Linked DNA regions of Gossypium hirsutum: region 1 is linked to region 2. The links are chromatin contacts, called in public Hi-C maps. All regions are on one chromosome and are shown on one strand. The core of a region is the stretch at or near the end of the contact, and the rest is flanking DNA. Distances in the headings are between cores, read along the strand shown. Region 1 holds the start of LOC107951928. Region 2 holds the start of LOC107951922 (probable inactive ATP-dependent zinc metalloprotease FTSHI 2, chloroplastic).

What was found. Hi-C and Micro-C count contacts between places; a contact is called where the count stands out from the background.
Region 1: a Hi-C map of leaf shows a contact between it and region 2, with 3 times the contacts expected there. The contact joins the promoter of LOC107951928 here to the promoter of LOC107951922 in region 2. A contact is called at or near these places in 8 of 34 Hi-C or Micro-C datasets (callus, leaf and petal).

What each region holds. Positions count from the first base shown.
Region 1 is chrA02:85,538,768-85,544,514 of Gossypium_hirsutum_v2.1, forward strand. It overlaps LOC107951928, which reads left to right and starts at 2,714. Exons shown (of 9, transcript XM_016887112.2): 1 at 2,714-3,284; 2 at 3,795-3,871; 3 at 4,123-4,351; 4 at 4,465-4,619; 5 at 4,711-4,756; 6 at 4,844-4,935; 7 at 5,125-5,221. The coding sequence starts at 3,072.
Region 2 is chrA02:85,112,851-85,118,781 of Gossypium_hirsutum_v2.1, forward strand. It overlaps LOC107951922 (probable inactive ATP-dependent zinc metalloprotease FTSHI 2, chloroplastic), which reads left to right and starts at 4,665. Exons shown (of 12, transcript XR_001698676.2): 1 at 4,665-5,931.

The DNA.
Region 1 (5,747 bases), core at 1,464-3,963, 420 kb after region 2:
AACAAACTCAAATGGCCCTTGAAACAACCAATGAGACCCAAAATGTACAGACAATGATCCATGTACAGGTACCTGAGACCTAAGTACCAATACAAGTACTAAAATTTAAATAAAAAAAATCAGCTCCAAATACTTAATATTTCGATACAATGAAGGGCATGTATTGATACATCAAGAGATTTGCTAATACATGAGGCTATGTACTGAGACAAGTCTTATCTATTTCAAAACTTTTGGTCACTGACTTCAAAAGTACCAAAACATGGGATCAATGTACTAACTCCTCATCAGAAGTAAGCCCTTATGGTATCAAATCTTTCAAGTTAGTAGCTCAAGTAGGGTAAGTCTCAATACTTATGGCTTAAGTATTAAGACTTTCAGGCCAAGTCTTGAGACTTTCTCCACTGTACCAGTACAACTTGTATTTTTGGGCGTTTTAAGTCTTGGGGACCGCATTTTATGTTTTGGGCATGTCCAAGCACATAGAAAATTATTTTAAAATGTTTTCAAAGTTTTCTAAAGTTTAAAATTGTGTTAAAGGATTTTATTAAGTTGCAAATTTGATGTTTTGTAAAAAGAAAACTGTATTCAAGTAAATAAAGTGTCATTGTAACATCACTCATCCATGTCTGTTGTCGGACCAGGTAAGAGATGGTACAAAAGGTGTCATCCTTTACCGACATTGCCTTTGACGAAGACAGATAGTGGGTCTATCTACCTAATTGAGGATTCATTTATATCATAGTATTGAGGGTTCCGATTTATTGCTTTTCTTCTTTGAAGAACTAACATTGTTTGTTAATGAGCTCTTTGGACTTTGTTGCTTTTGATGCTTCGACTGAAAGGTGCTAGGTTTCACCCCGTTTCGCTTGTTTCGAAAGATGTTGATTTGGTGTATGGAAGCGACTTTTCTTTTGATCTCCTTTTTTTTTCCTTTTCAATTTTTGCAATGCTTTATTAATTTGTATTTATTTTTCTTCTGCTTTCATTTTTGTTACAAGAATTGTCTCTTTCAATAAAATAGATTTCAAATAACTTAACACTAAAAAAATCAAAATCATTATAGAGATTAAATTTGTATTTTCATAAAAATACAGGGACTAGAACTTGCATTTGACATTTCATGCTCTAAGTCACTCGAGAAAAAAAGATCACATCATCAACGTGACAAGAATTTTGCTGACCAAGTTCGCCAAATCAGCAATGTCAGCACCACTTCACCAAAATTAAGGACAAAAACAAATCAAGGTTATAAACGATTGAGCTGAAATTTTCAAACTAGTGAAATATATGAACAAAATTGATTCAAATTAATGAGACTAATTCCATAACTTGAATACAAATTATCCTTTTTATGTTTTGTTTTGTCGTTTAAATGGTTCATCTGATTTTTTAAAAATAGTTTCAATTTCCCCCGCACTAAAATTGGTAAGCAATTAGCTATGTACCCCCCAATGAGATAAGCCCAAAGTGCATATGTAAGGACTTGCAAAAATAAAAATGTTGATATTGATTTGATTAAAGGTGGATGGTGGGTGGGTTATCATCAAATCTAATTCTCAAAGTGGTTGAAACAATAGGCTGCCTACCAATATGCAGTGCCCATGCCTTCCACTAATATTTCTTAAGTCAATCTCCCCTCATGTTTTATTTTACCCTAAAATATGATGTTTATAATGCCAAGATTTTCCAACTTTTTTATATCTGAAATGGATTAGGATTACTTGAAATATAAGATATCAGTTCAACAAGTCACATGTTCTTTTATCTTCTAATGCTGCTGCTGCTGCTTCTTTGTTTATTCAGTAAAATAATACATCAAATATAAACAATTTTCTTAATTTATAATTAAAAAAATCCATTCAATATTATTATTACATAGTTTGAAGAAGGTCAAAGTCAGTCGCCTAAACAAAATCAACTTGTTTGGTGAACATTCCCTGAGAAAAAAGATTTGGTGGACAAACATTAAGGAAATAAATTAAAATAAATTATAAGCGTAAAGGGGGGGGGGGTTGAATTGAATCATAATGGTGCTTTCCACGTTGGTACCAAAGAAGACGCTTGATGCAATTGGAGTCATTTTGAAATATATCAAGGATTTTGCTTAAAACTCATTTATGATTGGGATTATGAATTTGAATTTAAAATTTTATTTTATTTTATTTTTGTATAATATAATCCTAATTTGTCATGATAACCAAAGTAAAATTGAAATTACTCAATTTGAATTGAGAGCCAACCATAGTATTTATACATAATTAAATTTCGAAATTTTTAAAATTATATATCTTTTTAAAAAAGATTAATGTTTTTGATGATTTGGTACATCCTAATTGTAGCCTAGTAAAGAGGTGGTTTTGTTGAATGAAAACAACATGCATTTGTAACCACTAACTTCATTTCCTAAAAACAATGCCCCATCATCTTTACATTCTTAAAACTTAAAACTCTACCCTCTCCACCTTTTCCCGAATTTTGAGTTTTAAAATATACATAATTAACAAAGTCTTCGTAGTTGTTATCATCTACTCATACAACTTTATTTTCAATAGCTTACCTATTTTTAATTAACAAACACTGATTGCTGCTATAAAATATGAATACATTTAACAATTTTAAAAATATAAAAATCTTTTATATATTGCCAATGATATTTTTATTTTCAGGTTTTAATATTTTTTTATTAAATTCAATCTGTAATGTTTGTGTCAACATTTGAATCCTTAATTTATCTTTCGGGAACTTTTGGTGGTCTTTTTGCTCCAAACATCGCATCCAGTATTGCTGGTTCCTTTAAGTATATATATTTAAGAAGACAAATCTTTAATTAATTTTTTTAAAAAAAAAAAGAGTAAATAAGAAATCCATTAATTTGGCAAAAGCCAAAAAAAAAAAAGGAAAGAGAATTGAGTGTTAGAAAATATCTAAGAAAAAAGGAAATGTATAAAAGAAATGCAAAATTCTAGCTTAGTATAAGAAGCAGACATAAAACCCAAAGTTGGAAAGAGGGCAAAGGACAAAGGCGGGCAGGCAGCAAAGCAACGACATTGTAAAACTCAAAACTATCGATGTTAATGAAACACAACCCAAACTACCAAATACCCATCCAACCTTTCCCTTTTCCTTCAATCATGAACGTCTCAGATATGGGTGAGTCCAATCTTGCCGTACTTGACGACTCCTATCGACCTTTGCCTGCTCTTTACTTGTCTTTCCTTTTCATCTGGTTCTTCTCCGCTTGTTCTTGGACTTTCAACACTTACAAAAACCGCCATTTCCAGGTTTTTTTCTTTTTTCTTTCGTATTTTTGAACTTTTTTTTTTGGCGCCGGGGGTTGGGGGGTTTAGAATTTTATTTTCTTATCTCAGAATTTGATGGATAATGAAAACTAGTAAGTGATTCAATCAAGCTGACTCCCTTACAGGAACCTTATTCCTTTCTCGTTTTTCTTTTTCATTTTTATTTCCTATAAAAAATCTGGGTTTAGTTTTTGATTTAATTACGATCATTTTTCTTTCTTATGATTTAGATACAAGTACGGCATGAAAGAAGAAAGCAGTCAGTAAATATTTCAATTTTGAGTTATTTCCAAATATAAAGTTAAAAGTTTAATCAATTGGTTTTGAACTTTGGAGGTTCCTTCCAATTCCAAGTATGTTATGTTGTTGTTTTCTATGAGGTTAAGCCATTTAATGGAACCTTTGTGTCTTTCATTTTCTATTTTGATACCAAATAATGACAAATTGTTGGATTTTCTTATGAATTGTTTTCTTATTATCACACTTGAACAGATAAATAATTTACAATGGACTCTTGCATCTTTGCCCTTGATTAAAGCCTTGCAACTCACTCTATCCTTCCTTTTTTGGTAAGTTTTGATTTTGCATAACACTTGGTTAGTTTATCTTTGAGTCTAAATAGTTAGAAATGAGAATTCATGTAAAGAGATGACATGAACATCTGATATAGTGGAGGCAATGGAAAGTTTCCATAAAAAGAGTAAGTTAATGATATTTATTTGCTCGATATGGCCGTAGTTCTTATCAAGTAGGAAACCACTGCATTATTTATTTTGTGAAAAAAGTTATTTTTCGGATTTCAAAGGGACCATTCTTGCAGGTACTCATGCTTTTATCTTCAGCTATGTTCACTGTGGATGTCTTTCGGGGTGTATGTAACTGGAGTGCTCTTTCAGACAGTTTCATTCGTTTCCTTTTTGCTCATCTCTCATGGATACTGCATCACCTGCGAACGCCTTTCGCTAACAGAGCGTCGAACTACTGCCGCACTTGGATGTGTATTTTACTTGACTCTCATTGGTTACCGAGCTTCCGTACCTTATTTCACAGTGAGTTTCTTGATTATGTAATATATGTTCTGCTAGCTAACTAACTGTAACTTTGGCTTATTTCATCCTCAAAATAGTGTACTAATAAGACGTATTACTGCTCCGTTTTACAGGTTCTTCTACTTCTTAATTACATGATTTCTTTTTATGTAATTTTTCACCATATATCGCAAAATCTGTTAGTGTTGCGTGAGCAGTTAACATTTATCGAGGATGAGGATGTCCAACCAATGCGCGATGCTGTTTATATGAAGTACAGAATGTTAAAGTATGTTCCATTATTTAAAATTTTTAATCTTGTATGGATTGCTTTTAGTGACAACTAGATCATAAGTTAAGCTTCGTTCACAAATGGGCAGGAAATTTCAGGGTGCTATGCAAATAGTTGCTATGGCCGAAATTGTGGTATGAATATGTCAACCTCACATTCTCTGCCTTTGACATATATATAAGTTCATGAGTGATATGATTGCTCGATATTTTCATTTTCAGATATACATAAACATTGACGACTCCTCTGAGAATTACTGGCTCCGGTTGCTGGTTCGAGAATGGGCTCAATTCTGCATATTTTTGTACATCGGGTATGTATGGATCACACAATCACAAGTCTTTCGTTGGAAATATTTAGTTTTCGGGCACTAATGTACTCACTACTTTTTGATCAAAAGTATTTCTATAATATGATAATGCTTAATCCATTGATTAGGCATTAAGGTTGAGCCATTTTGATACAATATTTAACAGCTTTTTCCCGTTTGTTATATATGCAGGTGGACTTTTAGGTCACAAGAATTGGCACCACGCTTTTCGGTTATGCCGACTTTAAAATCTAAAGTGGATTTAATGGTCCCTCCGATCTATCGTATAGTAAGTTAATTTGCTATTTGAAAACAGATTTTTGCTTTGTGTAATAGACTCTTCTAGAGATAGCATTTAGTTTCCATGTCGACGGAGAAATTTGAAACCTTAATTTGCATTCAACTAATTATTAAATTGACTTTTACATCAGTTGACTCAGCTCGTCTCATTCCGGATTTTCTTTGTTTCAAAGACCAAGAAATAACATGTTTATAAATGTTAATCTGAAAGTTGGCGGATGTAATCATCAAATAACATCCTTGTTGGTACCCTTTCTGATCGGAGAATTTAGTCATAAATGTTGATTATGTGCTTCGAAACCTGGAAGAACATCCATCTTGCAGTTGATATCTCTTTTCTTTACTATGATGCTTTTACATCCCAGTGTATCATTCGAGTCAATCATGCTTTACCCTTTCCATCATTTTATCTTTAGAAACTACATCAATAGCTTGTCTAGTACTTACCTTCTCGTAAAACCCTAAGAACATTTATGCTGTCCGACTAAACAAGGCTCATAAGAGCGAACCACGTT
Region 2 (5,931 bases), core at 3,415-5,914:
CATAAGATTGAACTCATCAATGATAAAATTTGTTGAAAATTCTCGAGCCATCTCTTTTTCGATGTATGCCACCAAGTAAGTTAAAAGAAAATTATCCTCCATTCTATTGCGAAGCTTTGTCTTCACTTCATGGGTGAAAATGCACATTCGGTTGTTGTAGTAGACACTAGAAGAATTAGCATAAGATGAATAATTCTATCAAGAAGAGGATAAATACTTAACTTATTTGTTTTAGCAAGCACTTGGCACAACTCGACAACTGTAGAATATTTCTGCAACTCCATGCTTTTATGAGCATCAAGTTGAAATGCTCCAATTGAATCTTCATGTGTATCTTTTCTTACTCCATAAAATCGTCCAGATAAAAATTATTCATAAGCTTCCAGATATCTTCCACCTGAAAAGCTTTGTAATTATCGTGTGGATCTAAACCAAAGCTAAGACCAAGTAACTCTACTACCTCATCATTAAAGCGAGAATTCATTTTTGTTAGCAATGAACCAATACCAAAAATGAATATATCAAATTGATAGTTATGCTCAATTGTAAGGTTATCTCTTTGGATGCGAGACTGACCTTGATTAGCTTTATACGGAGCACTTAAATTGGCAACTTCTATCTCATGGTATTTACAAAATAACTTCACTTTCTCAAAAAAAGGGATCCCGCCCATATTCTCTAAATTTTTGGAGAAGTGTTTTAGTTGATGACACCAGCTGCATTGTATTTAGTATATCCTACGATTTATACTGCAATGTTTGACAGAGACCATCAATGATTCCAAGCACCTCAATCATGCAATGTAAGATGAAAACAAATTCAACGGATGTCATTGCATTATATATTCCATTAGCTTCACTCCTTTGAGTAAGGTTGCTAGGCTTGATGATATCTTGTAATACAACACAAATAGAACCGAACATCCTCATCAAGCTATTGAGAGAATCTAAATGAGATATTTGTCCGGTATCATCTGAATTTCTAGACTTGATTTTTCCCTTTGCCAGTTTCAAGCTCACCATTATCAATCAACTTTGTAATATGAGATGCCTCAATGTCTCTTAATTGATCATGTTGTTTACTTGAAAAAGTAACCAAATTGATTATACTAGTCAAGTATGAAAAAAATTGACAAATAGGAATAACCTCCTTGGATGCAACTACTAGAGTCAATTGGAGGCGATGAACAAAGTAGTGAACATTGTATGCAAATCGGCACTTTTTAGCAAATAATGCTTGCAAGCCGTTCCATTCGCCACGCATATTACTTGCACCATCATATCCTTGACCATAAATATCATTCACATTAAGGCAATGAGGTAAAAGAACTTCGTAGATTACCTTCTCCAAAGCTAACAATGCGATATCCTTCACATGAACCAAATCAAAGAATTGTTCACGTATAAAACCTTCTTTATCAACAAACTACAATACGATTGTCATTTATTCTTTCTTTGACTCATCACAAGCTTCATCCACTATAATGCAAAACTTTGAATCTCCAATCTCTTCTCAAATGAATCCCTAAATTTTACTCACCAAAATAGAAAGAATGTCTTTTTGAACAATCGGACTGACATATTGTGCATTTTTAGGGGCATTTTCTAAGACAATTGCCTCCACGTCTTCATTAAAAAGCTAAGAGTTTTATTAGTTTAAGAAAGTTACCTTGATTTCTTGAATCTTGTGCTTGATCGTGTCCTCTAAAGGTACAACCTTCAAATACAAGCCACTTGACAATATCTATTGACACATTGAGCAGTAGTCAATTTATTACAACTTGTTTAGAATTTTTTTCAATTATCCTCTCAATATTTTTCAAGGAATTTTGAAGATTGAGATAATTTTTCATTTCATTCTTATATAAAGAATTTTCATCCTTACCTATATGAGTAACACAAGGACATTTAGATCCTTCACTAACCTTCTTCCATGACCAAAATCATTGGCTTGTAAAAGTATTTCCATAATGCCCAAATGTATTATTGAAGAGAAAAAAAAGGAAGACAATATGTGGCATTCTTACTTGGTAACAGCTCGAGCCAATCCGGGAATAACTTGTACTAAGATGGGAGAAATCGGTGTCCATTCTTGTCAATATATTGAGGAAATGTTAGAGCCTCACTTGGAGGAATCCGTTGATATGGCCCAAACTTAAAGTAAGCTCGACGGACTTAGTCCTATTGATTTGGAGGGTAATTCCAAATAGATTTTTTAAGCCCCCGGATCACGCTCCAAAGAAGAAGCATCAAACTCCTTTGTTTCGACTTTCAACACTTTATAAGGACATTTAGGAATTTGAGAATACCTAATATCTCGTTTAAGAGCTTGGGAAGATCTGATATTTGATTTTTCTCTGTTAATAACAAAAATTTAAAGAACCGATTGATTATTATTGTTTTTTAACACCCTTTTCTTGAAAAAAGATTTGATCTTTTTATTGACCATAATATAATCGTAAAACCTGAAGATTGTAATAATATTTAAATAAAAACATATTAGGAAAAAGGAAAAAAATAATAAGTCAAATAAATAAAGAACATAATTTATGCAAAAATATTTACCGAGAAGTCTTTTACATAAGGAGCCAAGAGGAAGATAATTTATATTTTTTTACTCTGTGCTCTCACTCTCAGCATAAAACTCCTTTGTTTTTTCTTTTGGAAATGTCGGTACCTTACTAGAGGAAGATAATTCCTTAGTAAGATATACAAATCAAAATACAAGAAAGTTGCTAACCTATTATGTGTAGGTATAGGCCAAATCAATTAATTTTGGAATTTGGCTTCAAAGTCCATATTGGACCTCTAAATTTAGTATTTCAAGACCCATCATACATTAATATTTTATTATTATTAAAGTTATATAATTAAAAACTGAAAAATACTTTGTTAATATAAAGTATAACCTTATGACTTAAGGGGGCGAATGTTATACAATGTGGACACCAAATCCAAAATACATGATAGTTTATATATAAAGTTAAAATATCTAAAAATTCCAAGGGGAAGACCGCCCTGATAGTAAGGTTCACTATAATTTCATAAAGAGAATTTAGATTCAAACTTTGAAATGACATTATTGGGACAAATATCATAGATACCTTAGTTTCACTATACATATAGTCGTAAACAAAAATATTAAGGTAAATTACAATAATAGACACTAACTATGCACTTAGTTCTATTTTGGTCACCCAAGTATTATTATTATTTTATTTAGTCACTCAATTTTCTGAAATTAAATATTTTAGTCACTTTCTCGTTAGTTGCTATTAGCTATGGGACAAAAAGCTGATGTTGACCTTTTTATTGCCTTAATAACAAATTTAGCCCTCTAATGATTACACATTTTATCAATTTGATCCTAAATCTAAAAAGTTCTATCAAGAAACAATTGATCCCTCTCTCACTATCGGCAAGACACCTATCAACCCTCTTATCAACCACCATACACGATGCATCACCATATTCAACTCACCTTTATCAGCATCTAGCACCATTGACACTCCTCTCTATTTACTCTTTCACTTCCTCTACTTTTTTCTCTCTTATTTTCTTTCTTTTTTTTTTCAAAACCTTTGATTGTCCAATGTTGTGCCACAACCACCAATCGTTGCTACTTCTCTAATAGTTGCACCACTATTTAGATTGTCTTCTTTATCCACTATTGTTTCGGCCTCCTTTTACTCCTTTGGTCAACAATTAACTTTTTTTCTATTGGGATCACTAAGAGTTGAACCCGAACCACTTAAACCAAACTAAGCCAAGCCAAGTCAATATGAGTTCTTTTTGTTTTTTTTTCAATTCACTTTTTTTTCCTAAATCTTTTGGTTCGTTTCTTCTTTTGCATATGGTGCTAAATTTTCCTCTCTAAAGTAAAGATCTTAATGGTTGTTGGTTTATTGGTTGTTTTTATGACTATCAAGTATTAAGGGTGTTGTGTATGCTAGGATTTTAAAGTATTTTGGGGTTGCTTTTGGGTTAGGGTTAAAAGAGAGGTGGTTGAGACTTAGCATATGGCGGGTCTCGAGTAAATGGTTGGTGGGAGTGGTGTGTAGGACTTGAGGGGAAAATGGTGATGGTGATAGCATCGTGCAAACGGGTAAGATGGTGAGTTCGTGATGTTTGTGGTTGTTTAACTAGTTTTGGGCTGAAGGAAAAATGGTTTGATGATAGAAGCTTTAGTGTTTGTTAGGTTTGAGAGTAGATGAAATTAATATGGTGAGGGTGAGTTGAAGATGGTGATGCATCAGGTATGGTGGTTGAAAAGAGGGTTAGAGAGTGTATATTGTTGAGAGTGAGAAAGAATCCAATTGTTTCTTTGTAGAAATTGTTATATTTTTTTATTTAGGATCAAATTGATAAAATGTGTAAACATTGAAAGGACTAAATTTGTTATTAGGTTAATAAAAAAAGAGCTCACATTAGCTTTCCAGCCCACAACTAACAACAACTAAAAGGAGAGTAACTAAAATATTTAATTTCAAAACGTTGAGTGACTAAATCAAAAAATTAATAGTTGGGTGACCAAAATAAAATGAAGTGCATAGTTAGGTGATTATCTTGTACTTTACCCAAAATATTAATGCGGGTTTATTATAGATGTTAACCGGCGTCGTTTAACACTAAGGTTTAATATTCTTGTTGGTCGGGGACGCAGTTTTTTATCCGGGAGAGGTTTGAAGAGAAAGAAGAAAAGAATAAAATGCTGTGTCTTAGGCTTCCTATTCGACTAAATCGAATGTTCAATAACCTTAACTACAATGTCTCAGTTTCGTTTCACTACGTAAGTCTATCTCTTTCGATCTCTTAACATAGTGAAATTCTTTTCTGTTCATTTTCACTCATAATTCTCTTCACATTTTTTTTTCTTCATTGTTTTTTCATGGCTTATCATTTCTCTTTTGGTTCTTCATTGTACCCAAAGCTTCCATCTTTAAAACCCAAACCTCAAAACCCATTTTTCTTCAGCTCTTACCCTTCAATTTCTTGTCAAATTTATAGCTCTAAGAGCAATAGTTCCGATGATGATGATAAAACCAAGAAAACCCATTTCAATTTTGTTGCTTTACCCATTACTCTTACTATAATCTCCACTTCATTTCCACAACAAAGTTCTCTTGCTGCAGTTAAAGTATCTGATAGGAAAAAAACTCAGAAAAAAACTCAAGAAGCTTTGACCCCTGAGCAGATAAAACAATGGTCGAAAAATCTTCCAGTTGTAACCAACCGGATTCCATATACTGAAATTCTCAGTTTGAAACATGAGGGAAAGCTTAAACATTTAATTAAGCCGCCTAGTGCTAGTTTGAAGCAAAGGGCAGAGCCAGTTTTAGTAGTTTTAGAAGATTCTAGGGTGTTAAGAACTGTTTTGCCTTCAATAGATAGTGATAGGAAGTTTTGGGATTCATGGGATGAGTTAAAGATTGAATCTTTGTGTGTTAATGCATATACACCTCCAATTAAGAGGCCTGAGGTGCCTTCTCCTTATTTGGGATTTTTATGGAGGGTGCCTGCATTTATGTTGTCGTGGTTTAAGCCGAAGAAGGAGTCCAAAAGGGCGCTGGAAATTAGGAGACAAAGAGAGGAGTTTAAGAGGCAAAAAAAGGAGGAGTTGGCGAGAATGAGGGAAGAGAGAGAGATGATTGAAAAGATTATGAAGGCGCAGAAGAAGGAGGATGAGAGGAGAAAGAAGCGAGAGATTAGGAAGAGGAAGTATGAGGAGTCATTGCGTGATGCTAGAAGGAATTATCAAAGTATGGCAAATATGTGGGCCAGTTTAGCTCAGGATTCAAATGTTGCAACTGCGCTTGGATTGGTGTTCTTTGTGATATTTTATAGGACAGTGGTGCTTAGTTACAGAAAGCAGAAGAAGGATTACGAGGATAGGTTGAAGATTGAGAAGGCAGAGGCAGAAGAGAGAAAAAAG